4 separate regions of the Zea mays genome follow, and regions 1, 2 and 4 are each linked to region 3. Evidence: chromatin contacts called from public Hi-C data. All regions are on one chromosome and are shown on one strand. The core of a region is the stretch at or near the end of the contact, and the rest is flanking DNA. Distances in the headings are between cores, read along the strand shown. Region 1 has its middle 4.8 kb from the start of TRNAG-UCC. Region 2 holds the start of LOC100280837 (electron transporter). Region 3 holds the start of LOC100274105. Region 4 holds the start of LOC103635785 (UTP--glucose-1-phosphate uridylyltransferase 3 chloroplastic).

Evidence for each region. Hi-C and Micro-C count contacts between places; a contact is called where the count stands out from the background.
Region 1: a Hi-C map of leaf shows a contact between it and region 3, with 8 times the contacts expected there. The contact joins the enhancer-like site here to the promoter of LOC100274105 in region 3. A contact is called at or near these places in 7 of 25 Hi-C or Micro-C datasets (bundle sheath, endosperm, leaf and 3 more) and 1 of 3 datasets of contacts at active chromatin or transcription factors (leaf).
Region 2: a contact with region 3 is called in a Hi-C map of tassel, with 3 times the contacts expected there. The contact joins the promoter of LOC100280837 here to the promoter of LOC100274105 in region 3. A contact is called at or near these places in 5 of 25 Hi-C or Micro-C datasets (bundle sheath, ear, endosperm and 2 more).
Region 4: a Hi-C map of endosperm shows a contact between it and region 3, with 2.5 times the contacts expected there. The contact joins the promoter of LOC103635785 here to the promoter of LOC100274105 in region 3. A contact is called at or near these places in 2 of 25 Hi-C or Micro-C datasets (endosperm and leaf).

What each region holds. Positions count from the first base shown.
Region 1 is chr8:121,148,379-121,151,138 of Zm-B73-REFERENCE-NAM-5.0, reverse strand. No RefSeq gene overlaps it. Among protein-coding and RNA genes, the nearest start is that of TRNAG-UCC, 4.8 kb to the right of the region's middle. Within about 2 kb of position 1,493, at least 11 of the 20 cell types and tissues checked have an H3K27ac peak or open chromatin away from gene starts, as enhancers often do. A contact at or near this core is called in bundle sheath, leaf and leaf mesophyll, where this site is marked.
Region 2 is chr8:121,042,607-121,045,591 of Zm-B73-REFERENCE-NAM-5.0, reverse strand. It overlaps LOC100280837 (electron transporter), which reads left to right and starts at 1,260. Exons shown (of 1, transcript NM_001153757.2): 1 at 1,260-2,250. The coding sequence starts at 1,282. The coding sequence ends at 2,031.
Region 3 is chr8:120,911,698-120,914,647 of Zm-B73-REFERENCE-NAM-5.0, reverse strand. It overlaps LOC100274105, which reads left to right and starts at 1,639. Exons shown (of 4, transcript NM_001348069.1): 1 at 1,639-2,237. The coding sequence starts at 1,731.
Region 4 is chr8:120,769,697-120,772,715 of Zm-B73-REFERENCE-NAM-5.0, reverse strand. LOC103635785 (UTP--glucose-1-phosphate uridylyltransferase 3 chloroplastic) reads right to left here and starts at 1,333. Exons shown (of 17, transcript XM_008658160.2): 1 at 445-1,333. The coding sequence starts at 1,169.

The DNA of each region.
Region 1 (2,760 bases), core at 244-2,743, 240 kb before region 3:
GTGGCCGTCGGAGGAGCACTTGAGCCCTGTAGAAGCACAGTTGTCGGGGCTGTCGGGACCTTGCTGACGTCTCCTTGCTTCCGTAGGGGGCTGAGAACCGCCGTCGTCATGGGAGCATGCGGGGTGCCATCATTACTTGTTTACCGGGGCGAGCCAGATGGGACGTCGGTCTTGTTCCCCGTAGCCTGAGCTAGCTAGGGGTAGGGTAATGATGTACCCCCTGTAGCGTGGTCGGTCCGAGCCCTGGGGTCGGGCGAGGCGGAGATTCCTCCGAGGTCGAGGTTGAGGCCGAGCCCTGGGGTCGGGCGAGGCGGAGACCGTCTTCCGAGGTCGAGGTTGAGACTGAGTCCTGGGGTCGGGCGAGGCGGAGACCGTCTTCCGAGGTCGAGGTTGAGGCCGAGCTCTGGGGTCGGGCGAGGCGGATACCGTCTTCCGAGGTCGAGGCGGGGGCCGAGCCCTAGGGTCGGGCAAGGCGGAGCTTCCTATGGCGCCTGAGGCTGGACTCGGCTGCTGTCAGCCTCACCCTGGCGGGTGGCACAGCAGTCGGAGCAGGGGCAAGCGGCGCTGTTTTCCTGTCAGGTCAGTCAGTGGAGGGGCGAAGTGACTGCGTTCACTTCGGCCCTGCCGACTGAGGAACGTGTGTCCGGATAAGGTGTCAGGCGATCCTTGCATTGAATGCTCCTGCGATACGGTCGGTTGGCGAGGCGATCTGGCCAAGGTTGCTTCACTGCGAAGCCTGCCCGAGCTGGGCCTCGGGCGAGTCGAAGGTGCGCCCGTTGCTTGAGGAGGCCCTCGGGCGAGGCGTGAATTCACTTGGGTCTACTGTTCCTGTCCGAGTCTGGGCTCGGGCGGGGCGAGATCGTGTCCCTTGAGTGGACGGAGCCTTGGCCTGAATTACGTCCATCAGGCTTTTGCAGCTTGTGCTGATGGTGATTATCAGCCGAGTTTAGGAGTCTCGGGGGTACCCTAATTATAATCCCCGACAAACACGGCGCACATAAGGTGCAATGAATAGCTGGTAGATCAGACCCGAGTATATATAACCCACTGTAATTCCAGTCAATATAGCAAATTGGACTACTGCACTACGAAATAAAAGTCGATCGTGTAGTTGTGCTACTATTGAGTGGCCGGCCTTTTCCTTCCAAGTTAAGCTAGGCACGGATCACTGCTAATAATCAGACCTAGCTCGCCGAGGAAGAAAACGATTAATTAGCTAGCTAGCTGGGATAGAAAAAGGTTGCTGAGCTGAAACAGAGACATTTTGTCGTCAATGCATGACGTGTCTTATTTACCGTACGAGGATTTGTGGGTACGCTACCGTGCCATCTCCGCTTAATTAGTTAGCAGCCTCTCTCGCGAATTCAGCAGTTAGTTCTCAACGAAGAGACGTGCGGTTTTGGTTTTGTTTCCATGCATGGCAGCCTACACAGGAATCGATCAGATCTGGACAGTGTGTGTTACTGTTCTCTCCGGCCCTCAGCTCTCCTACCTTTTACATAGGGATGAGAGTAACTGCGTTGGACTGACTGTTAGTGGAACACTGCCAGCTAGCTCGGTCAGGTGGTGTCCTTTCCTTCATTCGTAAAGTAGTCAAAACAGTTGAAATATTAGGCGAGACGTCCGTATCGTCTGCGTTTTTTTTTGTAGTCCGCAACATTCTCGACAGCACTCGAGAAGCCTACCTCACCTGGGAGCTGGCCTAGCTAGCTACTACCTGAACTTTTCCGTGAGAACACGTGTCTGGCTGAAAAGAACCTCTTGCTGCTTCGTCGATCTCCTTCTCTCCGTCATCTTGTATATCGAACAAGAAGCGGCGGCCACAATGCAAGACTGAGTAGGTCGGTCCTTCCTACCTCCAAACCACCTTGAACTACTACCGGAATCACGTTCTTTGCCGAGTGTCTAAGACACTCGGCAAAGGCTATTTTACACTTGGCAAAGGCTTTGCCGAGTGTAACACTCGGCAAAGATTTCATCGGCAAAGGGTTGTTTGCCAAGTGCTTTTTTTCGGACACTCGGCAAAGACTTTGCCGAGTGTCAAAAAGCACTCGGCAAAGAAAAACACTCGGTAAATTAAGAATCGAAAAAATTAAAAAAACAGCAAAATATTTTTTAAATTCTAGGAACAACTCTCCAACCCTACTCTATTACCTTACCCGTTGCCCTATCATTTTTCACTATTATTTTGAATCAAACTTAATATGTTTTGTAAAAGGTGAGATTCGAACTCGCAACCTCTCTCTCGCGCATACCCTCCTATACCACTACACTACTACACCAATTATGTTTATATTACGATTTCCATTCCCCATGTACTATAACAAATCGAGAGTAATTTGATTATTTAAGGCACTAAATGAGTTCATTTGAAAATGTGACCAACTATAAAGTTGCATAACTTTTTGAGATCTAAAAGTTTTATTTTAATAGTTTTTACATCCGAGACCGTTTATAAAATTTGAATTTTAAATTTAAAAACTTCACACAAAATTTTCAATGATAAGATGATTTCAAATCAAAAAATTGTCAACTACAAAGTTTCATTACATTTCAAGACCTACAACTTTTATTTTGGTGGTTTTTCCATCCGAGACAGTTTGAAAAATTCAAATTTCAAAATTCAAACATAGTTTTGCATAACAAGATGATTTCAAACTAAAACATTGTCAACTACAAAGTTTCATAACTCTTCAATACCTACAACTTTCATGTTGGTGGTTTTTCCTTTCGAAGTCGTTTTCAAAATTCAAATTTTAA
Region 2 (2,985 bases), core at 11-2,510, 130 kb before region 3:
AAACTAAGCATGAATTACCTCATCACTTAGATAGCGTAGTTGAGGATGTAAACCAACTTGAGTTGAGTTGTCTAGTGGGTGGGAGCTTAAGTGTTCTGCTCAAGGCATCTAGGGTTCAATCCTTGAGCTTTGAAGCAATTTTTTTTTGCTGCGGGCAAAACAATAACGGACGAGGAGGGCAGAACGGGGTGGCAGCCTACCCCTTACATTCTTCATAGTAGTAGAGATTCATCTTAGCTTAGAAAAATATGAAACTAATTTTATTATTTTTCTAAAATCAAGATCATTCTAATGGTATATAGTTTATAATCGTTTGAGACTTTTATAAATCTTTTTTTATATTTTCTTACCTGTTATTACTCTTGATACGTATATTTATAAGTTGCACGAGAACTTAAGAAGGACCAAGAGGACACTAATTATATTGACTATGCCAAGTAGTAGGAGTACAAATAGAGTGTAAAAATATGAAACTAATTTTATTATTTTTCTAAAATCAAGATCATTCTAATGGTATATAGTTTATAATCGTTTGAGACTTTTATAAATATTTTTTATATTTTCTTACCTGTTATTACTCTTGATACGTATATTTATAAGTTGCACGAGAACTTAAGAAGGACCAAGAGGACACTAATTATATTGACTATGCCAAGTAGTAGGAGTACAAATAGAGTGTAAGTGTCATATCATTATACACATCTTAATTCTACTTTATTTAAATACATAATAATGATTTTATTATTGTATACTTCTTACCTTTATATATTTAATGTGACCTCCTATCTTATATATTATTACTAATTTTATATGAATGTATGGCTCGTGTGAATATTTGAAGTCAATTGAGGTACATGTTACAGTTTTTACCGATCGAATTTTAGATTCCAATCGTAATATGTGTAATTTTCGTACCGAACTTTTGTTTCCGATGTTTTCGAATTATCGATATCGCTTTTGTTTCTGAAATTACCGTTTTTTATCTCGTTTCCAAGAAAAATATAAAAATAAAAATAATTTTAGTGTTTACTGATAGTTTTCATCCTAAATATGACCGCAGCCTGCAGCCGCAGCGATGTTGAATGGATAACAACTGTTTGAGTGGGCTTGGGCTTGGTTGGACAAAAGCTCACCCCATCTCATAAAACCCACGTCCCACAGCACAAACACGACACGACACAACTCCGAGGGCCGAGGTCAGCAACGCAAAGCAGCACGTTCCCGTCCCGACGCGCTTCCCGCCTGAGTCCGCCGCGGACATCGATCCCCAGTTCCGTCCCCATGTGGCCGTCCTGGGTCAAGACGCGCAGCTCTGACGACTCCGCCGTCGGCGCCGCCGCCTCCACCTCCACCGCCGTCGGCGCGTGCCCTCGCCTCTCCATCCCCAACCCGTGTCTCAAGGACCTCCGGTCCCTGCTTTCGCCGGACTCCTCCGCCTCCCCGGCGCCGCGCGTCTTCCACCGCCTCCGCGTCGCCGCCTCGGCGCTCCGGGTCCTCCGCGCGATCCAGCATCCCGCGTCCCAGTCCCCCGCCGGCGGCAAGGAGCCAGCACCGGGCGCCTGCGGCGGCGGGCGGGTGGTGCTGTACTTCACCTCCCTCCGCGTGGTCCGCGGCACCTACGAGGACTGCCGCGCGGTGCGCGCCATTCTGCGCGGGCTCCGCGCCGCCGTCGACGAGCGCGACCTGGCCATGGACCCGGGCTACCTGCCGGAGCTGGCCTCGCTCCTGCCCCACGCGCCGCGCGGCCGCGTGGCGCTGCCCCAGGTCTTCGTGGGCGGCCGCCACGTCGGCGGCGCCGAGGAGGTGCGGCGCCTCCACGAGGCCGGCGAGCTCCGGCGCATCGTCGCCCCCGCGTCGTCCGGCGGCAGCTGCGCCCGCTGCGGCGCCCAGCGCTACGTGCTCTGCGCCGCCTGCCACGGCAGCCACAAGCGGTACAGCCTCAAGGGCGGCGGCGGGTTCCGGTCCTGCGCCGAGTGCAACGAGAACGGGCTCGTCCGCTGTCCCGCCTGCTGCGTCGTCCCCGCCTCCTGATCCAGATCCGAGATCCAACTGCTCCACGCAAACTCTGTATGACTGCTTGTACTCTGTACTACTTACTACTCGGGCTTAGGACTACTTGTACTCAGCTTGCCATCAAACTTGGTTGAAACTAATGATGAGTGTCTTGTTGTGGGAGTTACTTTCCTCCGATCTTCGATTTTCCGTTTCAGTTCCTTTCCGGTCTGCTCATGGCTAATCTGCCTTTCCGTCTATCTTTGCGTATCCATTCCATTGCTTCTTCGGTTATTGATTGTCGGTAATGCTGGATCAAGTCAGCTCGGCTTATCCGAGTTTAAGCTGGCTTAGGGCCCGTTCGTTTCTGCTGGATTGCACCAAGAATTATTCCTGTTGATCAAAACTTATATAAATTAGAAGCAATCCGGGCCGGAACAGTTCCGGCCTTCTATTCCCCGTCAACCGAACGGGCCCTTATTAAGTTAGCGATTTAGCTTGGCTCGGTTTGGTTCGTTAAGCTAACGAGCCATAGAGTTAGCACGGCTTACTTTTCTAGCTTGTGAGATAGAATAGAAAAAATATGTATACAATAATCAATTTTTAGTTAATTTCAAACTAAATTTAACAATAAAAATAGTAATTATATTTATAGTTTCACGTACCACATCAATGTAACATCAAATTAACACAATTAATGATTGATCAATTTACAATCCACTCACATGTTCATCGGTTTAACACACAGTTATATTTGTATGGACCAATTTAACACATAGACACAGTTCATCAATCATTAATTTAACGTATAGGTTATAGACACCGCACATACATATAACATGTTTATCAATTATTACGTAAATGATATGTGTGTAGTTTTGTTTTGCTGAAATATGATAGCTCGTTTAGCTCGCGAGCTGGATCCTTAACAAACCGAGTTGGCTCGTTAACGTATAGAGCTAGAATATCAGTTTAGCTCAATGGCGGACGCAG
Region 3 (2,950 bases), core at 390-2,889:
CCAGAGCGAGTCAACCTGCTCAGCGCCTTCCTTGCGTCCGCGCAGTACCTCTTGCTCGTACCAAGGAGCGCCATGCCCCACTCCTTGCCACTGCCGCTCTTCTCGTCGTACCAATGCGACAGGCTGCCATCGCGTACTTTCCGCTCCTTCTCCAGGGCATCGCCTAGCGTGACGCTCCGGCGAGGAGGAGACGCGGACGCGGTGGTGGTGACAGAGGCGACGTCGCCCCGCGGCGTCCGTGGACGTGCCGGGCTCCGCTGGAAACCGAGGTGCACCGGCTTGGCGCTCCAGGGGAAGAAGAACATGAACCCGCACGCTTTCGGGGGCGTCTGCTCGCCCCGCGCGTCCTCTTTGGCACACGACGGGAGTTGTGCCTGTGCCGCCGCGTCTTCGCGCTCACACTGCGGCTGCTGCGGGGAATATATAGGCTGCTCAGAAGGGAGAGCGCGGCGCCGAACGTGCATCGCCACTATGGCTCTGGCCGTGGCCGTGGCCGCGGCCTCGGCCTCCCTGTCCCGGTCGCGCTTGGACTTGGAGCGGCGCGACGACGGCCGCCTCCTCGGGTGCTTGTCCGCAGACGTGGTGGCGATGGCGTTGGCGGCCGGGAGGAAGCGGTCCATGATGAAGCTCGGCGAGCGGCGCGACCCGAAGGCGCCGTCGATGGCGCTCAGGCGCGCGGAGATCGCGGCGAGGGCGAGCCTGTCGGAGGACGACACCCTGTCCAGCGCGTCGGAGAACGTGTCGTCGTCCTGCCGGTCGCTGCTGCTCGAGTCGGCGGTGGCGGTGCTGTGGTGGTGGTAGGCCCGTGCCCGCGCACGCGCGGCGTGGCACGTGCCGCACCGTCCCGGCGGCGGCTTCGGCAGCGGTACCTCCCGCTCCGCCGCGGCCGCTGCGCTCTTGGGCACGCCCGGTGAGCTCTCCCACTTGAACGGCACGTGCCCGCGCCGCGGGGACGCGTCGGCGCAGCCGCGGCGCGCGGCAGGCGTGTCGGCTGGCCGCCCGCAGCACGAGCGGCGTGGCGTTGGTAGCGGCGACTCGAGCAGCTGGGCAACGACGTGGTCGCTGCTACCCTTCCGCCGCCGCCGATGGTCGTCAGAGCTCCCGGCTACCACGACGACGTCCATGCCACGCATCTACCCGTCAGCATCAACAACTATAGCTATAGTACAGTAGCATTGCATGCAGCAACACGAGAGGCGTATAAAAGGCAGGCTGCGCGGAGGTGGTTGGAGATGTGCGCGCCGGGTCCGGCATGGCTGAGCCAAAGGCTTGCGACGCTGGTGGTTGGGCGTTAGTTGGTTAAACCTAAATGGAGTGAGCTCTCTACTCGTGAAGGCGTTTATAGGCCTCAATGGAGGTTGCCCAAAGGGAGGAGGAGCGCTTCCGTGTGGTGGGGCCAAGCTTAGCTCAATTTTTGCAAGTGTTGCATTCCCCCGGTTGGTTAATTGTTTTTTTAATCAAACAGGCACATAGCTATAAATTATTGTCACTTTCTCATTTTTAAGTGGGCCGCGATCTTGTGGGCAGGCACACAGCCAACCGATACACAAGTGGATTTGGTGAGTTCAGTGCATTTGCAGCCCGCTAAAGCCCAAGGCCTATCCCTTAACGGCAAATTCGGCTGAGTTATGCGGCACGCCCGCACGGGAACCGGGCAGCACGGCTTGCTAAACACGCAGAAAAGAAAAGCCGTTCTCCCTCCGTTTCCCCAAACCCCAAGGTCCCCAACCATGGCAGCCGCCGCCGATTCTGCCTCCGACCAAAACCCTAAGGACGCCGAGCGGCACGTGCTCACCGCCGAATCCGACGCCGATTTCTCCGAGGAGGACTACGACGAGGATGGGGAGGAGGAATACGAGGAGGAGGAGGAGCTGGACGGGCCGGCGGCGGCGGCGGCGGAGCGGGAGCGGATGCAGTCCGTGTTACGGAGGCTGTCATCCGACCCCGTGGGCATCCGCGTCCACGACGTGATCATCAAGGGCAACACCAAGACGCAGGACGAGCTCATCGAGGCGGAGGTCGCCGAGCTGCTCCGCGCCGCCCCCACCGTGCAGGACCTGCTCCGCGCCGCCAGTGTCGCCACTGCGCGGCTGCACGATCTCGACATCTTCGACGCCGTCAAGATCACGCTCGACGCCGGGCCGCCCGAGCTGCCTGGCACCACCAACGTCGTCATCGAGGTCGTCGAGGTGGCCAACCCCCTCACTGGCACCGCCGGCGTCTATTCGAAGCCCGAAGTGAGCTATCTCCTCTTGGCTCAGTGTATAGGTATTGCATTGGATGGTAAAATTTGGTGTGGCTGAGGCATGGGGTAATGGCAATCAATTTTTTAGGTATTGGATTCATGTAGCTGTTCCTTCTTATGGAAGTTTTTGAGACCCTGTATTCCTTATGGTCATTTGTATGTTTTTTCTCACGAGTTCCTACAATCCTACTAGTTGGGCACATTGCATTAGAGAGGATCGAAGGGCTCGAAGCGACGAAGCATCAAGACTCCAAAAGCCTATCCTCTTACTAAGTCATTTAGTAAGCTAACTTCGTAAGGAGTGTAGTGAAATGGGGGCTTTTAACTTACACCTCTGTAACTGGTTGTATAATCTCAACCCGTTGATGACTGTAGCATGCTGGAACCAGTTGGATATTGGATCATTTAGGTTAATTTATGATGTTATCGTTTGGTGAACATTTACCATGAGTTCATGAACTATATATAATTATCCATGGTTAGTGCATTTTTCTTTTGTTTTTATTTTATTAGCTATTGCTTTTGTTAATTATAATAGACTGCATGTTTTTGAATTAAATAATGATCAGCAAACACACACAAAAAGACACATGCATATATTGTAGTAGGGTTGAACTCACACAAACAATATTTAGGAAAACTAGTATTATTTTGGTTCGACCGATCTTGAGCTTGATCATGGAGACCCGTTACTTCATTTACGTT
Region 4 (3,019 bases), core at 84-2,583, 140 kb after region 3:
CAGATTACAAACCGAAAAAATGGCTTAAGGGGATAAGTTAAGACTAAGGATGCACGTCTTGTTTTTTTTTGGGTCAATGAGTCGACCCGAAACTCATCTGATTCAACTCATTCAGATTTCAAAGCAATGTGTCTGAGATAATATTGAACTAGTTAAACGACCCACTACTACTAATTGGTGTTACCAATTGCATCCTTTGTTAGGTCCATCTAGTTAATGTTAACCAAATGTGTTGGAACTTGGAAGGTTTGTAGTTTCAAAACATGATGCAACTTACCTTCTTGTATGACTGCATTTTAAATATGATGCCGTAGCTCGTAAATGTTTTTACTACTTTGCACCTTTTCAGTTGCTAACTTATGATTCCGGCAGGTATCAGAATTTGGCAACATGTGTGCTTCGTCGTTTACTAAGTCTCCCACATACAAGCAAAGGAATGCTCACCCGATGATGCCACCAATGCAGTCGTAGAACTCCTCGACGTTGTCGAGGAACTTGAGCAGTCTAGGTAGCACCTCCATTTCCTCCCTTCTCTCCTTGGCAGCCACCACTCCCTCCGAGGTCCACTTCCCGACCAAACCGGCCAGGCTATACAGCGCATCCCGCAGGGCACTCCCACCACTGACCCCGTTGCGGTGGTGGTGCTCGTGATGGCCGCCGTCGCCGCCGTACCAATCGAGCTCATGGCCGAGCACGTGCTCCTGTCCTGCCGCGACGAGGCATTTCAGCAGGAGCACCTCGCGGGGCTCGAGCACGCCCAACACCCCGCGGCTGGACTCCTCGCCGAAGAACGCCGCGACGCGGGGCTCAGCGTCGAGCGCGCGGAGTTTCTCGTGGAGCGTGTGCGCCGCGCGGAGCCTCTCGCGGGCGGCGGAGAGGCGAGCGACCTCCGCGGCGATCGCTGGATCCTGGTGCGGCTGCTGAGCGGGGGTAGGCGCGGGCGTGGGCGCGAGTCCCGGTGGTTCGCGCTCGATCGGAGCGGTGGAGACGCCCTGCGAGCGCGAGGCTGGCGAGGGGGGCGGCGACGGCAGCGCTGAGAGGAGGCGGCTCCGTCCGCCGCGGCATCGCGGGGCACGCGCGCGAGGGAGTGGGAGGCGCTGCGAGAAGAGGGACGCGGCGTGGAGGCGGAGGTGGGGCGGAGCAGGAGGGATGGGTGCGCGAGAGGCCATGAGTTTTTGGTGGTGGCAGTGGTCAGTGCGGACTGGGGACTTGGGGAGGGAGGGAGCGGGCGGGCGGGCCGGCGGGCAGAGCCGTAGAGGCGAGAGCGGGAGGGGGGAGCCGCGGAGGGGATAAGGAGCAGACCGTGACAGCGAAAGGCCGAGGGGCGGACGGGCATATGCTCTCGGGCGATACGGTGCCTACTGGATTCTCGGGTGCCCGCCGTGCGCGGGTCGCGGTCGCGGTCACGCTGAGCCGAGACGAGGACAAAAGGACGATGGTTATTGGCTTGTGCTACGCGTCGTCCGACTGGTGATTTTTGTTGTGTTTGATTGAGATTTTTTGTTGTGTTTGGTTGATTGGGTTTGGAGGAAGGAAAAAACATAGTCCAATTGTTGTTAAATTGATTTACCAACTTTTATCCGAATTCTCATGTGTTTTTTCTAAGGCCTCGTTTGTTTTCTTTCATTTTGAGGAATTGGAATCTTACTATTTGAATAGGCTATTTTTTTTAGAATGTGACATTCCACCACTTTCCAAAGTTATCATATAACCCTATCTCAAATTCATGGGGTGAGAGATGGAAATTGATTATATAGATTTACATGCTATTTTCCGATGTACAACTTCTAACACACTCTTCTACTTGCTTCGTTATAACATGAATGTAGTATATAACTATCTGTCTCATGTAATTTAAGATGATATACAAATATATTACTTATATAAATATATAAACTTAATTAGTTTTGTCTAAATTGTAATTATTAAAATGAAATTCAATTCCAACGAAACAAACGGGACCTAAGGGATTTATGTCGCGATACGCGCGACCCTGTCGACCCTGTTTTTTTCTGTTTTTTTAGCTTCTAGCATCAAACGGCTAACTTTTTAGTCCGCTTCTATAAAAATCTTTTTGTCAAAACCTTTCAAAATCAACATGAATATCGAATCTGCCGAGTCGTTGTGATAATAAAAAAATGTCACTTTCTATATCCTAAATTATATGAACTTTTTTATCTTTCTCTGCTTTCATTCAGATTTTTAGAAAAGTTTCTAAAAGAACTGAACCAAACAGGTTCAGGAAAGCTCTAAACCACCTCCTAGCAGGTGCTACCAGCAACCATTTCAACGGCATCGTTCTTTTGTCCCTCCTGCCGCTCGCGGATCTGGGCAGGGACATGGACACGAAGATGGAGGACAGGGCTTTGGCCAGTTCCACGGGTCTCAAGATGGCCGTGGCCATGGAGGGCATCTTCAGCAACAACATTATCATCCCGGTTCCAAGGGGACACAATAGGCGTAATGCAGAAGTGCATCCACTATCTCAAGGCAACAATATTCAGCAACACTGGCGGACCCAGGGCCCGGCGACCCTGGGCGCCTGTCCGGGCTCTGAAACCGCTGTCTCCGTAGATTTCTATTGCAGAACATTCTACAAACTACAAGGTTTATCTGGACTCGACCAAGGCCAAGAAACCACACCCACCATTTTGTTGGAGGTGTAAACGCACTGGTGATCAGGTTGATGAGTGCAAAGCAAATCTCGACTGCTTTATCTGTAACAAAAAGAAGTCACATGTATCTATCATCCAAGTGCCCACTGCTGAAAATGTCTCTTTCCCTGGGTTCGGTAAGGGGTGAGTTGGGGTTTCTTCGGACGCCTTATTTTGATTTTAAGTTAGAAACCCCAGAACCAGCGTCCACTGCTTTGGTTAAGGTGACAGGGAGAAAGTTACATGCAGAAGTTGTGCAGACAGAACTAGCAAGACTTACCCGAGCAGAGTGGAACTGGGAGGCCTTGCCACATGGTGAGGATTCATTTCTAGTTGCATAACCATGAGGCGTAGCCAGGATTTTT